Regions from separate parts of the Mus musculus genome. Here regions 2, 3 and 4 are each linked to region 1. Evidence: chromatin contacts called from public HiChIP or PLAC-seq and promoter capture Hi-C data. All regions are on one chromosome and are shown on one strand. Each heading gives the region's core, a stretch centred on a gene start, on an enhancer-like site or on the middle of the called end of the contact. The rest is flanking DNA. Distances are from core to core; before and after follow the strand shown.

The links. Promoter capture Hi-C pulls out the DNA fragments that hold promoters and counts their contacts. HiChIP or PLAC-seq counts read pairs in DNA pulled down with a chosen protein or histone mark.
Region 2: an H3K4me3 HiChIP or PLAC-seq map of forebrain shows a contact between it and region 1, with 7 times the contacts expected there. The contact joins the enhancer-like site here to the promoter of Spock1 in region 1. A contact is called at or near these places in 10 of 39 promoter capture datasets (cranial neural crest, embryonic stem cells, frontonasal cranial neural crest and 4 more), 1 of 484 Hi-C or Micro-C datasets (embryonic stem cells) and 8 of 115 datasets of contacts at active chromatin or transcription factors (craniofacial prominence, embryonic basal ganglia, embryonic forebrain and 5 more).
Region 3: a contact with region 1 is called in a promoter capture Hi-C map of hippocampal neurons, with 5 times the contacts expected there. The contact joins the enhancer-like site here to the promoter of Spock1 in region 1. A contact is called at or near these places in 4 of 39 promoter capture datasets (embryonic stem cells, hippocampal neurons and second pharyngeal arch cranial neural crest), 4 of 484 Hi-C or Micro-C datasets (cerebral cortex, embryonic stem cells, forebrain and 1 more), 6 of 115 datasets of contacts at active chromatin or transcription factors (embryonic basal ganglia, embryonic forebrain, embryonic hindbrain and 3 more) and 2 of 9 other capture datasets (embryonic stem cells and pancreatic islet).
Region 4: an H3K4me3 HiChIP or PLAC-seq map of embryonic forebrain shows a contact between it and region 1, with 5 times the contacts expected there. The contact joins the enhancer-like site here to the promoter of Spock1 in region 1. A contact is called at or near these places in 7 of 39 promoter capture datasets (cranial neural crest, embryonic stem cells, frontonasal cranial neural crest and 3 more), 5 of 484 Hi-C or Micro-C datasets (cerebral cortex, cortical neurons, embryonic stem cells and 2 more), 7 of 115 datasets of contacts at active chromatin or transcription factors (embryonic basal ganglia, embryonic forebrain, embryonic hindbrain and 4 more) and 2 of 9 other capture datasets (embryonic stem cells and pancreatic islet).

Annotation. Positions count from the first base shown.
Region 1 is chr13:57,905,634-57,909,624 of GRCm38.p6, reverse strand. It overlaps Spock1 (sparc/osteonectin, cwcv and kazal-like domains proteoglycan 1), which reads left to right and starts at 1,293. Exons shown (of 12, transcript NM_009262.3): 1 at 1,293-1,433; 2 at 2,038-2,223. The coding sequence starts at 2,038.
Region 2 is chr13:57,449,645-57,453,760 of GRCm38.p6, reverse strand. The region is part of intron 7 of Spock1 (sparc/osteonectin, cwcv and kazal-like domains proteoglycan 1); the gene reads left to right. Gm33240 (a long non-coding RNA gene) reads right to left here. Exons shown (of 3, transcript XR_873505.2): 3 at 2,823-4,116. Among named protein-coding and RNA genes, the nearest start is that of Gm33240, 7.3 kb to the right of the region's middle. Within about 2 kb of position 2,145, at least 28 of the 459 cell types and tissues checked have an H3K27ac peak or open chromatin away from gene starts, as enhancers often do. A contact at or near this core is called in forebrain and hippocampal neurons, where this site is marked.
Region 3 is chr13:57,617,702-57,621,436 of GRCm38.p6, reverse strand. All of the region lies in intron 4 of Spock1 (sparc/osteonectin, cwcv and kazal-like domains proteoglycan 1), which reads left to right. Among named protein-coding and RNA genes, the nearest start is that of Gm33240, 180 kb to the right of the region's middle. Within about 2 kb of position 1,901, at least 21 of the 459 cell types and tissues checked have an H3K27ac peak or open chromatin away from gene starts, as enhancers often do. A contact at or near this core is called in cerebral cortex and hippocampal neurons, where this site is marked.
Region 4 is chr13:57,592,738-57,596,777 of GRCm38.p6, reverse strand. All of the region lies in intron 4 of Spock1 (sparc/osteonectin, cwcv and kazal-like domains proteoglycan 1), which reads left to right. Among named protein-coding and RNA genes, the nearest start is that of Gm33240, 150 kb to the right of the region's middle. Within about 2 kb of position 1,262, at least 57 of the 459 cell types and tissues checked have an H3K27ac peak or open chromatin away from gene starts, as enhancers often do. A contact at or near this core is called in cerebral cortex, cortical neurons, embryonic basal ganglia and 2 more, where this site is marked.

The DNA of each region.
Region 1 (3,991 bases), core at 44-2,543:
TGTGTTCATCCCCGTGATAAGATACTCTCTGGGTGAGGTGTTTCCCCAACATGAAAAAAAAAGACTCCACTTCTCCTGTACTAAGGCCTCCCAGAATGCACAAGAACTGCAATTCACATGCTTAAACCATGCCATCTGCCCAATTATTACAGCACGACTCACAACCGGCCACATCATCGTGGTGGCATATTGAAAAGCAGGGCTCAGGATCCCTCTGATACTGACTGTTGGTGGTGTGTCATGACTGGTGCAGCTGCTGAGAGCAAGGCAGATCGCACTGTCAGAGAGTTCCAGCCCACGGGAAGGTCACGCTTGCCATAAGTGACCTTAAGCGCAGTGAGCTTGCAGCTGGAGAAACACTGAGTTCTCAGGGCAGTGTCACCGAGGTCCTGGCCTGAATCACAGGGACCACAAATCTCGGAACAAATGGAGATGAGGCAGCTGCAGAATGCATTCAGATATTCTGGTAGCTCAAGTCTGCCCAGGGGCAAAGTGATCCCAGGCCTGGAGGAGCCCTTGCCACTGGGGTCTGACCCCAAGGCTAGCCTGTGTAGAAAGTGGGGACAAGAAGGCAGGGGTGGGTGGGTGGGTGGGGGCAAACAGAGGCAGAAGGGTAAGAGGGCAAGGACCAGGTGTGCAGGGGACTAGGGTTTGGGTGTTTCTCAGGGAAGTGTCCTGAAGGGTTTTGAGTTTGGTGTGTGTGTGTGTGTGTGTGTGTTCAGGGCTATAGGCTATAGCTGTGCCAAGAAGTAGGCAGCGATGCACCTGTTAAGTCGCTCCCACCCCTATTAAACCAAACACGCTGAGTATTTGGAAAGAGAAGAGAGGGCTGGGTCAAGGCCAGCTTTCTCCTTCTGTCCGTGCTTGAAGCTGGAGGTCGGTTCCACAGGACTCTTAGGGGTGGCTCTGGTTGGAGATCAGACTTAGAGATGCTGGGTGTATGGCTTGAACCAGGGAGTAGAGAAGTTCACCTAAATATTGTCTGTGCACAAGACGCAACAGGGACTCATTTAAAGGGCCGACTCTTGGAGAGAGTCTCCTCTCTCCACCGTAGAGATTCTGAGACGGGTGTCCCAAGCACTTACTCGTTGAGAGTCCCTCAACACTGGCGACTTCTTGGCCTTCTAACATCATTTCCCTGAGCTTGAAATCTGTGTCAGCCCTGTAGAGCTGCGAATGAATCACGCTCCCGGATGGGACCGCTGAGCGCCAAGTAGCCGCCAGGGGGCGCCAGAGGCCTCGGCTAGGAGCTCAGGCTTCTCCGCCCGCGGACGCCGCGCCCGAGACGAGCCAGAGCGCTGCGGGCTCACAAAGCGGCCGGACGCGCGGCGGCGGCAGGTGCGCAAGGGAACGAGCCGGGCATCAGCCTTCCCAGCCACCGCGGTACAGGAACCCCAGCAACTCGGGCGCCGGGACTCGGGCGGGCTCCCAAGGTACGTGTCCGCAGAACACTGAGCCCCAACTTGGCATATTTGGCGTAGTTGGGACCTTCCTGAGGCCATCTCCCGGGCTGGCAGGGTCAGGGCCTGGGGGCATTTCTGCGTGTCCCTGTTGCGCAGAAGCCGCGGGCCGGGAGCAGAGAGACCTTTGCCTTAGCTGGGAACGGGAAGCCCGGCTTGAGGGCACCCCAAAGCCCCCGTCTGCCAGAGCCTGGGATGATGCTCAGAGCGCCGTTATCCCTATCCCTACACCAGAGCTGTGGGGCCCGTCTGTGGGAGTGCGGCTGGCACATTGAGCATCCGGGTTTTGGGGGAGATGTACTGGAGCCCCACAACGGAGAGCCGGTGAGAGGGTCTTCAGTAGTTTGACGGCGGCCCCGAGTCGGTGACCTAGGCTCTGCGTTTGTAGCTGTTTCCATGCATAAGGGCTCTCCAGGTGCAACCTCCGTCCCAGGTGTGAGAGGGACCACCCTGTCCCCGCGGTGAGCCCAGGCGCTGCAGCTTGTGCGCGCCCCTAGGCGCCCAGACACCCGGTGGGAGTGAGGGGCTTGAGGTAGCCCTGTTGTCACCGGCTCACGCCCGTGTGCCCTGCCCCCAGATGCCAGCGATCGCGGTGCTCGCGGCGGCCGCCGCGGCGTGGTGCTTCCTCCAAGTGGACAGCCGGCACCTGGACGCGCTGGCCGGTGGCGCGGCCCTCAACAACGCCAATTTCCTAGACAATGACCAGTGGCTGAGCACTGTCTCCCAGTATGACCGTGACAAGTACTGGAACCGCTTCCGAGATGTGAGTTCGGCTGGGGGTGGAAAATGGGGGGGGGGGGCTCAGAGACCAGTGTAGGGGTTGGGGGTGGTAGGTTCAAACCTCTCATGGAGGTCCACAGTGCATCCGTCTAGCCTGAGAGGAACTTTAAAGAGAACTTGGAAGGCTGGGTGCTCTTGCGTGTTACCTGTATTCCAGGTATGTGCACTTGTAGGATCGATGCAGCTGTCCTCACAGAAACAGGGCACAAACCTTAAGCAGCTTGGGGAGAGGGGCTCTCCAAGTGTCTGAGAGCTACTGATGGCAGACTGACTTTACCAAACCCTGGAAGGAAGGTCCTGGGAGCTGCAGGATCTGGCTATCTTTTGGGTGCATCAGGAAAAAAAAATCTCTAGTGATGTGTATAGCTCATTTATTAAGAAGCCATGAGGTCAGGCATGAGGGGAGGTCTTGGGGGCCTCCTGGCAATGAACTTGATGGGATAGCAGGGAACAGTGCAGTGGCTTGGAGTCTTCCAGACTTCAGTGGAAGGGAAAAGGGAACAGGCAGCGCAGAGAATCAGAGAATCCTTTCCCCAGGAGAGTGCCAGGTGGGATGTGGGGGAGAAACCCTGGGGCATCAGGGCACATCTGCTGTTTGTCTCCGCCACAGTCCTGGCTCCTACATACCTCTGTGCTTCCAGAAGATGGGGCAAGAAGCCCCCTTCCAGTAGGACCTGCTCCCCAGCCCCTTCAAAGACTCCCCAGAGTGGTAGGGATTAAGGGGACATTAGGAATCCCTGTCCCCGAGATGCTTTCAGTATTGTAAAAATGTCTAAGACTTACAATGAGTAAAGCTTTTATGTTTGAATGTTTTGTTTTTATGCAGTAGTTTATGTGTTAGAACATTAAAAAAGCAATATATAATAAATTACACACACACTATATATATATATATATATATATACATACATATATATATATATACCTGAGCCATACCATATATATATATATTTAAAGGGGTGACCTGAGCCATGCCACTGGACATCATCACAGTTATATACAGAGGTAGAGAAAGGCACCCCATACTTTTCTCCATGGATTTCTCAGAACCCATTCTCAGTATCTCGAGGCCTTGCAGGGAGCTAGTCTCTGAGGAACTGCATGACTCCAGATGGCTTCCAGTGCTTTCTAAATAGCACCTGTCCAGATCTCCTTCCGGGATTTGCTGCTATATCCTCCGAGCCCCTCTCCTCCCTGGAGGAGTTTCTTCTGGGAAGAGCTTTTCAAACACACACTGAATCTCCTTGGTTATTTGGGACTGTTTGCCACAGATCTGCCTGCTGGACCCAACAGAAGGAGACTCTAGTCTGCATCTCACAGTTCCTAACAAGTTCTCTTAGCCATCTATGGCGCTTTTAAGATCTTGAGGGCCAGCCTGAGATGTTACCATGCCTGGCCAGGTGTGTGGGGAAGGGAGCATGGAGGGGGAAAGACATAGTTTTGTTTTTGCTTTAATTTATTGCGTGTCAGTAAGGGTTGGAGAATCAGGCATATGACGGACCCTTACACACCTGGGCAAGTTGGGCTTGGTTTAGAGCAGTGGTTCTCAACCTGTGAAGAGCAACCCCTTTGGGATACTGCATATCAGATATTTACAATATGATTTATACCATGCATATCAGATTTTCACACTATGGTTCATAACAGTAGAAAAAATTACAGTTATGAAGTAACAACAAAATAATTATTGTATGGTTAGGGGGGTCACTACAATGCGAGGAACTGTATTTAAGGGTCTCAGCACTAGGAAG
Region 2 (4,116 bases), core at 896-3,395, 460 kb after region 1:
CTGACCACCATCACACCTGGGGAGGGGGGATAGACTGTGAGAGCTGCTGTCCTGAAGGGAAGAGAATTGATGAGTCAGCCACTCTGCTTGGCTTGCCTTCAGTCTCGGGCAGTTCCTCCTCGGATCCTGCCTTCTGTATCCTGATGACTCTGTGATTTGTTCACCAGGCAGACGGAAGTGAAGGTGGCAGGTCCTGGCATTTCAGTGACCCTTCTCTGGATGTTCAGTCCACTCCCACCCCTTACCCTCAACTCAGATGCTACCACTGACCCTTTGTCACCAGAGACTGTTGTTTTACCTCCTACCAACCATCTTCTTTAAACTATGTGTGTACAGGTGCTGGGGGTTAGATGGACTCTACATTTGCCTCATTTCTTCTGTCCCCACGGAAGGTGTATATGACAATATGTAGTGTCCCCATCCCAAGGAGGCCATGCATAGGTTCCAGGAATCTCCTGGACTCCTTACCCATCTCAGATCAAAGTCTGCCATTAGCTCCTTGCTGTATCAACTAGCAAAGTAGTGTTATCTCTTGCTGAAGGATAGACACGTCTGTGATGCTATTGCTTTAGGCATTGAAAACATAGAATATAAAACTACACTTTGTAATACTGAGATGTGGATGTTGAATCAGAGCAGATTCAACCGGTTCTTAGAAGTGGAGCTTCTTTATAAATGATCCCACAAAACAGAGTCCTGTCTCTAAAGCTACTTACGCGTTTACATTTGTCTTAGAACAAATCTATTTCTATCATAGGTTGCTCTGTAGAGTGGACACATGCTTATGTAGCGTGCAGTAGAGTGCGTATACTCCAGCACCCTCAGTGATCCAGGCTGAACCTCTTTACAGCCGGACAAAGAGCACCTCATTGTTTTCAAAGGGACAACAGATGCCTTTTCTTCAGCCGAGTGTGTAGCCTGTGGAGTTGCTGGACACCTCTGGATGTCCATGCATCCTTCATTACAACTGAACTGTTTTCTGTGGTCACTGCCTGTCTATGCCAGGTCACCTCTCCAGGCAAATGCTGACCCACTGGCTAGAAACACAATTAAATCCAGAGCTGGCCTTTATAGCCAATATTCTGCATATTCAGTGATATGTTTTTGCCTCAGAGTGTAAAAAAAGCAGTGGATTTTATTTAGAGTTTTCAAAGCTTATTTCATCTAGCTAACCTCCCTGCTAGATAATTCAAGGGAAAACCAAGTGTCACTCTGCTAATGTGAATTTACAAATGTTGGGCAAACTCTAAACATATTCCTCTTTCCAGATGAGGGATTATCATTAGAATCAAGGGAACACGGAGCCTCCTCAAATCAGGTTACCGAAGATAGTCTTAAAGGCTTTAATAGGAAATGTATCCACCTCTGCTTGTGAGTTGTACCATTGACTGTTTAGCTCATCCTCTTCCAGGTGTAATATCAGTATTTTAAGCTCTTCCAAAGACTGCTTTTTGAAAACGATTTTATTAGCAAGCCCCTGGATAACAGAGCCCTAATTCTTTCCTTGCTCCTGTGGGTTTTTTTTTATTTATTTTTATTTTTATTTTGCATAAAACAATACCTTCTCTAAGGGTGAGAGAACATGCATATAGATTGATGTTTTAGGCACTGGAAAGTAAAAACTAGAATCATGTGTAGCACGGTTTAACTTAAGTGCAGCCTGGTCTGTCACTTGAGTTCAGTTATGAGTGCAGTTTACTGTGTGTGCTTTAGAGAGGTCTTCATGGAGCTGCCTTTTCTATAACATGTACCTCAGAGTGTCCATCTTAGCCTCTCCGGGGTGGGTACTATTAGCTCCCAAAATTCCCCAGCTCAGAAGTTGATGGTAGCAGCATACTGTTGGTTTCGAGAGCTTCATTCCCTCAGCGGTCTGTATCATGTCTTCAGCTGAGATTAAGATCCATGGTGTTGACGCATGCCTTTAATCCCAGCACTTGGGAGGCAGAGGCAGGCAGATTTCTGAGTTCGAGGCCAGCCTGGTCTACAGAGTGAGTTCCAGGACAACCAGGGCCACACAGAGAAACCCTGTCTCAGAAAAACCAAAACCAAAAAAAAAAAAAAAAAAATACCCACACTAGCACTGTCCCATTGACAGAGAAGCAAGCAGAGGCTCCTGAAGGGTTGCCAGATGGTTGAGAACGAATGGTCTCCTGGGGCTGGTGTTCAGAAGGCTAAAGGGATCATAGTCCCAAGCCTGCTGCTCATGCACACAGCCATTATCACGCGCCAGAGGGGCTGTGCAGGCAGCGTTTGGGGCGTGGGCTGGGCCTCAGAAGCAGATGAACGGTTAGTGTGGAGACCCGAGTGTGAGCCTCGGTGTCTCCATGCACTATCTGTAGGCTCTGGGAGGGACTGGAACATCTCTGAACAGCAGCAGAGAATGGAGTCTCACTGGCTAGCATTGTGGGATGACTCGTGTGTGAGTAGCATGTGTCGTCGGCTCCGGCCTTTGTGGCCTTTACAGTTTTTCCTGTTTGGTCAGTCACAGTGTCACGCTGTGTCCACAGACACACAAAAAAGCAGGGGATACTGCTGGCTGTGGCGGACTAGGTGTCAGGTGTGGTACAGAGGCCTGAAGTTTACTCTGCCTTTTAATTCTTCCCAGAGTTCTGCTAGCTGGTTCTGTGTGTGCCTCGATTGCACTGGTGAAGAGACTGAAGAGTAGGAGACCCATGCACACAGCCCATCTGAAAGCCACGCTCACTTGGTTCCGGGTGTTTCCAGAACCACTTCCTTTCTCCTGCCTTCCCGGTAGCCCTGGAAGGCAGAATGGCTTTGGTTATTCCTGCAAAACAAACAAACAAACAAACAAACAAACGCAATAAGCAGATCCAGTCCTTTACTTTTGTTTGCACATCAGTTCATGAGAGCCAGGACCCTAAGGGAACTGTGGGAATACCATGCTTTCGTCTTTGAAGCTCCCTGGCTTGCAGCATCATGACTCCTACGACTGCCAGATGTGCAACAACTGGAAGAGGCGGAGTCTAAAGCCCCTCGGGGAACCAGCGTCCTGATGAGATGGCAGTGGTACCAAGGAGAAGCCAGCCCAGGGTGGAGGGGAGGGGAGACACATTAAGAAGGAACCCTGCCTCTGCTCAGACCCTGGCTCTGGGATCTTATTCCAGTGCCTAATCTTCACCAGAAAAGTAGGCTCAGCTGGACCTTCTGCAGAAGCTGCTAATTACAAACACTCTAAGCCCATTGATCCAGAGCCGCTCTGATGAAGTAATTATTCACAACAGCACCTAGGAGGGCTGAGGGGGATTAGTGGGAAAGGACCACGGTGCTGGGTCTCCATGGCAGAGAGGCCTCTCTCGGCTTGCTCCCAGAAAGAGCTTGAGTCTGGCCCAACTCTTTAATTACCTTCTGAGGCACTAAAGTTTAAATTAAATCCGGATTGTTTTCATATTAGCCTCTGCAGAGCCCTGAGCCAAGCATCCGTGAGGCTTGCTGGTGTGGGAGGAGGTAGGGGCGGTGGCAGACGGAGTGTTTTTTAACTTGAGCTCTTAAACTGGAGATGTTCATGCACTCAAGAGCAGAGCAGAGCTGGTTCCCTGGCAGGGGTATAAAGGTATCCAGGTGCCTGTGTAATGTCGGACTTCCACTTGCAGACATCCCCGTGGGTGTTCACTTGCAACTGGCCATTAGGGTTGCAGACACAGGGAACCAGTCTCAGGGGCCTATGCCAGTCCCTCTGGTAGCTGTTAGCACTAGATTTGAATAAGAACATGTATCCAGTCACCACTTGCATTTCTTTATTTTTTACACCACCTTTGTAGCAGTTTCTATACCTCTGTGGTTGTCTTTTCGGAAGTCTGGCCTTCTGGAGTAGCTATTTGTCAGCCAGTTGCCACACTCAGACCATGTTAGGATATGTGTTAAGCTGCTGGAGGTAGTTTTGAATTTTATAATGTCTTCTTTGTCAAAACTGCGCCATACTTCAAAGGTTCCTCATCTGTTCCTCACTGGGTCTTGGTGCCTTCTGTAGGAGCATACAGGGCAGGGTGAGCCATAGGAGCTCAGGGGCCAACAGCCGGGCCATAGATGCCAATTTAGGGCAGACTTCATGGCTACCTCTTCCTGGTAGCTTCTTCCCTGGCAGTCTTCAGCTGTCTC
Region 3 (3,735 bases), core at 652-3,151, 290 kb after region 1:
AGATACACTCATGCTGCCACTTCTTCCCAGAATGCTTTACTTCAACCTGATGTAGACTTTCCTCTATGTGTTCAGTGGTGTGGGTGACCCCAACATAACCCTCAACTTTACTGAGATGTTGCTTCTGTCAGTTGGCATCCTAGAGTTCCCATTCTGTTTGGATCTTACTGGTGTCATGTGTGTGGTGGATATGCTAACATAGAACACAGAACTTGTGTGTGTGTGTGTGTGTGTGTGTGTGTGTGTGTGTGTGTGTGTACACGCGTGTGTTTTATCATCACTACCTCTCATCCCTCATCTGTGCCTAGCCTCAGGCCGCATGTGCAGGAGGTGCATGAGGTTAGATTCAATTTCTAGGTAAACTTGTGGGACTGTCCACCTGATCACTTGCTTTGCAATGTGAAGGCTGAGAAAGGAACAGTTCATTGCTGGCTCATCTGCATTTTCCATCATCCTGGAACCCGAACACCAGAGGTTTCTATTTTGAGACTGTGTTCATCAGATAGTGGGGGAAGAAGATAGCTCAGGAGAGGGAAGGAAGCCCCTCTCAGCTCTGACCTGAATATTCTGGAACTGATGACTTTCTTGGTTTTAAAACAAGAATGTGAGCATCTATGGCAAAGGGACATTGTGCTGGAGGTGTGACATCCTCAGGGGTGTGACTGAAAGTTCTGGGAGTCTTGGTAGCAGGCTTATTGGGAAATATAACTCAAGTTTTAAATTTGGAGATGCCTTTGAGTTGGGCATTCCTCCTTATATGATGATGCTAATAACCTCATAGCCACAGAGGGAGAGAGAATTGAGCTATTGAGGTAATGTGCCTATTATTTTAAAGGGTAAAGATTTCCATCTCATATTTACCCACTCATTGTCTTATTTAAAGTGACTGAGGACAGGCACAAACATTACCATTGAAAGGGCTACTATTAACCAATCGTTTCATTTTAAGCACACATCTTTCTTTTTGCTGTATGCGTATACTGCATTCAGCCTGGCAGGCATTAGCATGTGCTGTTTGCCCAATGGGCCCAGTCAGACAAAGCTTGTGGGAGGGTTCAGAAATGAGTAAGGGGCTGGCTGTGGAGCTGAACTCTCACCTCTGTCATGCCCAAGTGTCTTGCTCAGGCACTTGACAGTATTTCCCAGTTCGTTCAGTCACTACACAATAGCAATATTAACAGTTACTTTGTAGCATCCTTTTGAAAACAAAAGGAGTTACTTTGTAGCATCCTTCTGAGCACCAAAGGCATGGCCATGTGATACTTTCTTGCTTCAGACTTGTGATGGCACAAAAAGTATCAACCAGTGACAGGTAGGACAGAGTAGGGCTTAGTCTGTAAGGAGCATGCAGGACAAGGGTGAGATGGCCCTGCCTCTGTTTGGCACTCACAAAAGCCCTGTGAAGTTGGTGGAGGTCCTAATAATCTCCCCTCTTTGGCAAAGTCAGGGCCTGCCCAAAGTTCAGAGGTGGCAAGCTATTAAATTGAAGTCCACTTTAAATTCTTGCTACTGGATCTTGGGAACAAACTTCAGTCAGATTCTGTGAGGCAGGGTTGGAACAAGGCTGTCTGCCTGCTCCTCTGTACGGTTTAGGCTGCTCTACATGGGGTTTTTTCCGAGTGGTTGGAGAAGTGGATGTCATGAGAAGGTGATGGGACCCAGGACTCCAAGATTCTCTGATAAAGTGGAGGATGGTCAGGGCCTCCCTGTAAGCCTGGAAGCCACCCTGTGGAGGTGTCTGAGTAAGTTAACTAATCAACTAATCGGCACTTCAGATCTTCCAAGGGGGAGCAAAGTCTGCCTTCTCTGCAACGAAATTGGAGAATGAATCAGGCGCTCGCTCTCCAAGGAACTCAGAATGGCGCCTTTATTTTTAGATCAAATGGGGGAAGAGGAGCAGAGCAGCCACGTGCTTTGTTTTTATGCTGCGCGTGGCTGGCATCGGATCTCTTCCTTTCTTCAAAGCACACTGTGGATCTATATCTGAGAAAACTGGGGCTGGATTCTGCCTTTTCGCATGGTCCCATTTTTATAATAAAAATCTATTTTTAATATAGGAAGAAAATAATGCTGGAGCTTAAAGAGCTCAAACGGCCTTAGAAACACCCCTCAACACACACACACACACACACACACCCCAGACAGTCTCTTCCTAACCAGCCTGAAAGCAGAAGTCCCTATTCACTTTCCGACTCAACTCGTCACGTCATGCTTTTCTGTGGAACTGCTCTTTTGAGCCAGGCACTGTGCTAGGTTCCTGGAGATACTGGTCAGAAGCTGGCTAAAGTCATACTCGGCACGGCCCCATTAGGCTCAGAGACAAGACTACCATTCCCTCAGATGTGTTTCACACGGGAAGAAAACCAGAATCAAGAAAACATGTCAGCCAGGGCAGAGGTGAGGCAGGGGTGAGGAGGAGATGAGGCAGAGGTAGAGCAGAGGCACTCACTCTAAACAAAGTGAGGCCCTTTCCCCTTTCATCCCAAGGGTGTGTAGAAGTGGTATGGTAGGGTCCCAATACTGCCATAAGCAGAGAGTCAATTGTTGGGCAGGTTTTATACCCTGCCAGTCACATCCTAGTAGGTGGGGAGTGGTGGCCAGCCAAGCACCGGGCATCTTTGCAGTGAAGCAGCTGTGAGTGGTAGAGGCCCCTTGAAGCCAATAAGCCTTCACAGTGAGGAGAGCAGAGAGAAAGGTGGCTCAGGGCACTCCTGGGAGACTGACCCCCATCTCTGCTCCCTGCCTGGCTTTGGGTGGGATTTCCAGATGGACAATATGTCAGAGATGTCTCCATCTGTTGGTCTCTCTTGCTACAGGACACTACAACAATGTTATTCAATCTCTCTCTCTCTCTCTCTCTCTCTCTCTCTGTGTGTGTGTGTGTGTGTGTCTGTCTGTCTGTCTGTCTCTCTTCTCTATTTTGAAGGAACCACAGATTGTTCCCAGGGTCTTGTGCACACTAGCCCACATCTATGGCCTTCTTTTTACTTTGTATTATGAGACAAGATCTCATTTAAGGTATCCAGGCTGATATTGAACTGCCTCCATAGCCCAAGCCTATTAGAAAACCACGGTTGTCCTGTGTTGGTGGGACCAGTTTAGGACTGTTCTTCAAAAGAATTGCCAGTCAGTGCTGGGGCCCACTCTTCCTCTCAGCTCAGAGTCAATTGACATTTCTGTTCGAAGTCTGTTGATTTAATGTGTCTCCATTTCAACCCGGGATGAGGGGAGGAGGGGGTATTTTCAATGTGTTGATTTCAAATAAGCTTTGTTATATAATGCCTGTCCCCTCCCCACAGCCCTGAGATTTTCCCTCTCTGTTCTTGAGCCCCAGATCACCTAACCCTTCCTTGCCTGCTTTCTCCCCAAGTCTCTCTGGACTATCAGGCTTCCTGGCTGTTCCATCCTCCCCAATCTTCTTACCACCTCTTCCCCTTTTCTGCCCACACTGAGTCCTTAACTCAGCTGTGTCCAGGAGCTGTTTCCAGGGAAGGTGCCTCTGGTCTTCCACCCAGACCTCTTTGAAGATGTCTTTGATAGTGTGGAATGCCCCCGGCGGACCTGGACCAAGAGATGGTCATATTTGCCCTCTAGCCAAAATTGCCCAGATTTCAAAGAAAACAAATGTCATCCTTAACCCCACATGGTGGATTTTCTCTGGGAGAAATCTCCACAGATCCTAAAGCACAACCCGCATTCATTCAATTACTCGGGGCAGCTGCTGCTCCCGGAGGC
Region 4 (4,040 bases), core at 13-2,512, 310 kb after region 1:
AACTCTAGAGTTGGTGTCCCTCCTCATCAGAACATACTAGGGAACCTACTGTGTGTCTCTCCAAGGGCATGCAGCCAAAAGAAGACCACATGGGGCCAGAGTAAAAGGCTGGTTAACTGCAGGCTAGGGAGAGGGTTTCCCAGACTCCCACCATGCTGAGATGCATCCGGGTTCCATTCTCTAGAGCTGTGAGAAGATAAACTGGCTGCCCTGTGTGCTGTACACAGTCTGTGCTGTTCTGTGCTAGCCGCCAGGTCTGGCCTGGTTTCTGTTGCTATGACAAACACCATGGCAGAAAGCACCTTGGGGTGGAAAGGGTGTATTTCTTTGTACAGTCCCAGTCCATCCGATAAGGAAGGACACTTCAGGAATCTGGAGGTGGGGACTGAAATAGAAACCAAGGAGGAACGCTGCTTTCTGCTTCTTCCCAGCTCATGGTCAGTTACCTTTCTTATACAGCCCAGGCCCGCCTGCCTTGGGATGGAACCATGCACGGAGGCCTGCATCCTCCTATGTCAACTAGCAATCAAGAAAACACCCTCGCAGGCATACCCACAGGCCCACGTGATGGAGGCAATTCTTTAATTTTGGTTTCCTCTTTGCAGGTGAGCCAAGTCGGCAACCAAGATTAGCCATCACACGGTACAGGCAACTAACGCCGATGAACGTTCCAATTGTTTGTAGTTTTTCCATTATAAACCATTGAGACCATTGCGTTTTCCTTTTGCCTACTTTTGATGCGTCGGATCATAAGCTATTAATTTCCCCCTTTTAAATTAAAGTGTCTTCTATTGTTAATTTTATGCATGTCATAAAGTCAAGAGTAATAAATGCCTTAAACTGTGCAACCGGTTTTCAGCAACAGTCCCTGTGCCCGCCTACACCTTCAGTAACTAGGAGGGTGCTCTTCACTCTTGTGCGGAGAACTGCGAATCTTCAGGCTCTGGCTTTAGGGGAAAAGAAAGAAGCAGGAGTATCTTTGATTAGCTGTGTCTCTTTGTCCTCTGCCTCTGTGTCATTATCTGTCCTGTGCCATCCTCTATGGCCATTCTCCAGTCCTCAGACACACAGGGTTAGTCTTCTGTGTCTCTGAAATTAACTCTGTGTGCTACCTAGCCGCATGGCCGATAAGTCTCTTTGTTCAGCCTCAAAGAACTTGGGAAGCCCTTGAATGTGAAAGCCGAGAGTAATGAAGGAGACTTTCCAGGCTGCCGTCCTTCCCAGCTTCCAGCAAGATCCAATGAGCGCAATTTGTATTCCGAGAGGCTCTGTCGTCAGCTAGTAAACAGGCGCCTTGGAGAGGGGGAGGCGAGATGCGCACGGGGGTTACCATGGGGACAGACAAGCTATAATAAATGTCCAGGATCCTAGCTTGAGGAGGTTTTCACAGTTTGGAGTAATTTCTCTGTCAGTTATCTGTGAAGTCACTCCTAATGAATCACGGGGCATGCCTGCTCTTCAGATGAGATGGGCATCCCAGGCAGAGGCCAATCCTAAAGGCAAGAAGGGGAGGGTGGACCGTCATTAGTTGGTAGGTATTTTGTAAGTCGAGTGGCCTGTGCATGAGCTTCTGGGACTCAGCACAGTGGGGCCACAGTGCACCCAACTTTTAGATAAGTCGTTGGCTTCCTGGACTCAGCCTTTGCTTCCCAGAATCCTGTGCAGCTTGATGACCAGAGGGAGTAAGGCAGTTAGTTTAGTGAAGGCAGAAAGGGTGTTTCTGAGAGCCTTCAGCACTCCTCTATCTTAATGGAGAGGTGGCTCTTGCTTGTGTGAAGTCTGTCTGTGCTAATCCAACACACACACACACACACACACACACACACACACACACACACACACACACACAGAAGACTCCCTCTTCCAGCTCTTCCAGTAGACTCAGAAATGAAAGAGCATCTCTGGGTCACCAGGACCTACCTACCATGTCGACAGTTGTTCTGGAACTTGGAGGCTGTGGCTCCCCCACAGTTTTCAAGGCCCCCCATGAGGAGTGTGTCTACTCGCTGGATGTAAGGCACTTGCTACCCCTACCAGCCTTCCCAAAGCCTGATGAGGCATGGGTTCCTAAGTGGCCCAGACCCCTCCTGTCCCTGGAAAGACTCTCTTTTCCTCTGCTACATCACAGCCTCATTCGAACCCACTTTTCTACCTGGGCCAGCCTCTCCAGGGAGCTCACCAGCCCTCTGCAAGGTCAGATTCCCCCATCCTGTTCAGCTGTGAGCTCCCAGGAGGAGATGCTGGCCTCTGGCCTGCCAATAGATGCTTCACATGGAGTAAAACTCTGCTAATGTGGACTGAATAGACACAGACAGGCATGTGGGCTTGCCCAGGTGACAGGGGGATCTTTTGTGTCAAATTTCAGAATAAAACCACCATCTCTTCTCAGTATCTACGAAGTAGCCTTGGGCTTTGCTATCATAGGCGGTTTGACCCTGATCCTTTGTTAGTTAAGCCAGTTGAATATACCCAAGGACTGCGAAACGGCTTGATCCTGGATTTCAAAATCAATGTAGCTAATTAAAAAATAAACTCATTGAACTCAAAAACAAGTTCAGAAACAATTACGATAATTAAAATATCACCACCTTAATTGAGACCACGCAATGAGCTTAAAAAATAAAATTAATTAAAAAAAAAACCCACATGAAGCTTCTAATTAACTGGCTTCTGAATTCGGTGTGCTAGAGCTCAACAAATCTCTCTATAAATTAGTTCGTTCTTTTTTTCCCCACCTTGAAGAAAGATTTGTGGAAGTCATTTTGGAGAATTAATTGGATGTTTGGCCTATGCCAGTTGACTCTTCGCTAGCTTCTCCTGGAAGATGAGCTGGAGAGATGACATGGCCTTCCCAGGTCCTGTTGTGTCCTTGATGGCTACATCATCTGTTCAGCTCACCGAGAGTCCTGCAGTGTGGTGGCACAACTTGTAGCCGGAACACTAGATTTAGTTGTTTCCAGAGGATTGCAGTATTCTGTTACCAAGCATGTGCTAAGAGTACACCTTGGAGAGTTTCACCAAGAAATCCTTAGTACCTGACACCAAAGGTTCAAATCTGTGTTGGGCCGTAACTGACACCTGATAACCACCCCTCCAGCCCCATGCACACGCACATGCACACATGCACACCTAGTGGTAGGGCTTCTCTTTTTAAAAATATTTAGATTAGTTCTAACCATCATTACTTTCTCTTTTCTGTGTGTGACTGTTTTGCCTGCATACATGTCTATGCAGCATGTGCGTGAAGTGCCCGCAGAGACAGTAGTTATGGGTGGCTGTGAGCTGCATTGTGGGTGCTGGAAATCAAACCTGGGTTCTCTAGGAGAACCTCACTGCTGAGCCACCTCTCCATCCCCTGATTATTATATTTGAGGATTTCATACAGAAATGTACTAGGCATGAATTCTTCCCATTTCCTTTTCTCTGTTTCATCTCCTCCCATGTTCCTCCAAACACCCTATCTCAGACATACATACACATTCGCACACACACTCGCACACATGTACTCCCACACATGAGTGCATACACGTGTACACATATACTCGTGCACACACCTGCATTCGTTCACACATGCATACACACACAAGTGCACACACATACACACACTCACACACATGTGCCCATGCACACACACACACACACACACACACACACACACACACTCACACACACTTCCTGCCCAGTCCATCTGCTTACATTGCCTTTGTTCACTTGTGTTTAGGTCTGACCCCTTACGATTGAGATCTTGTCTCTAAATCAAAACTGTTTATCCTCTCAGCAGTTATCATACAACAATAGGACTTGTAGTTTGGAGGTAATTTACAATGGTCTAATTGGACCTAAAGGCCATTCAGTAGGAGGGAATTCAGACTTAGTATTATAAACTCAGCCAAGAGCCCATGTCTGGAGAGGTCATAGACCCCAGAGGATAACCTAGTACCATCATGTTATAAAACCATAAAGTTTATTTTATGCCCATGGATATGCACAGGCCTCACCTCTCCTCAAAGAACTTACTTTCTTCAGAAAAACAAACAAAC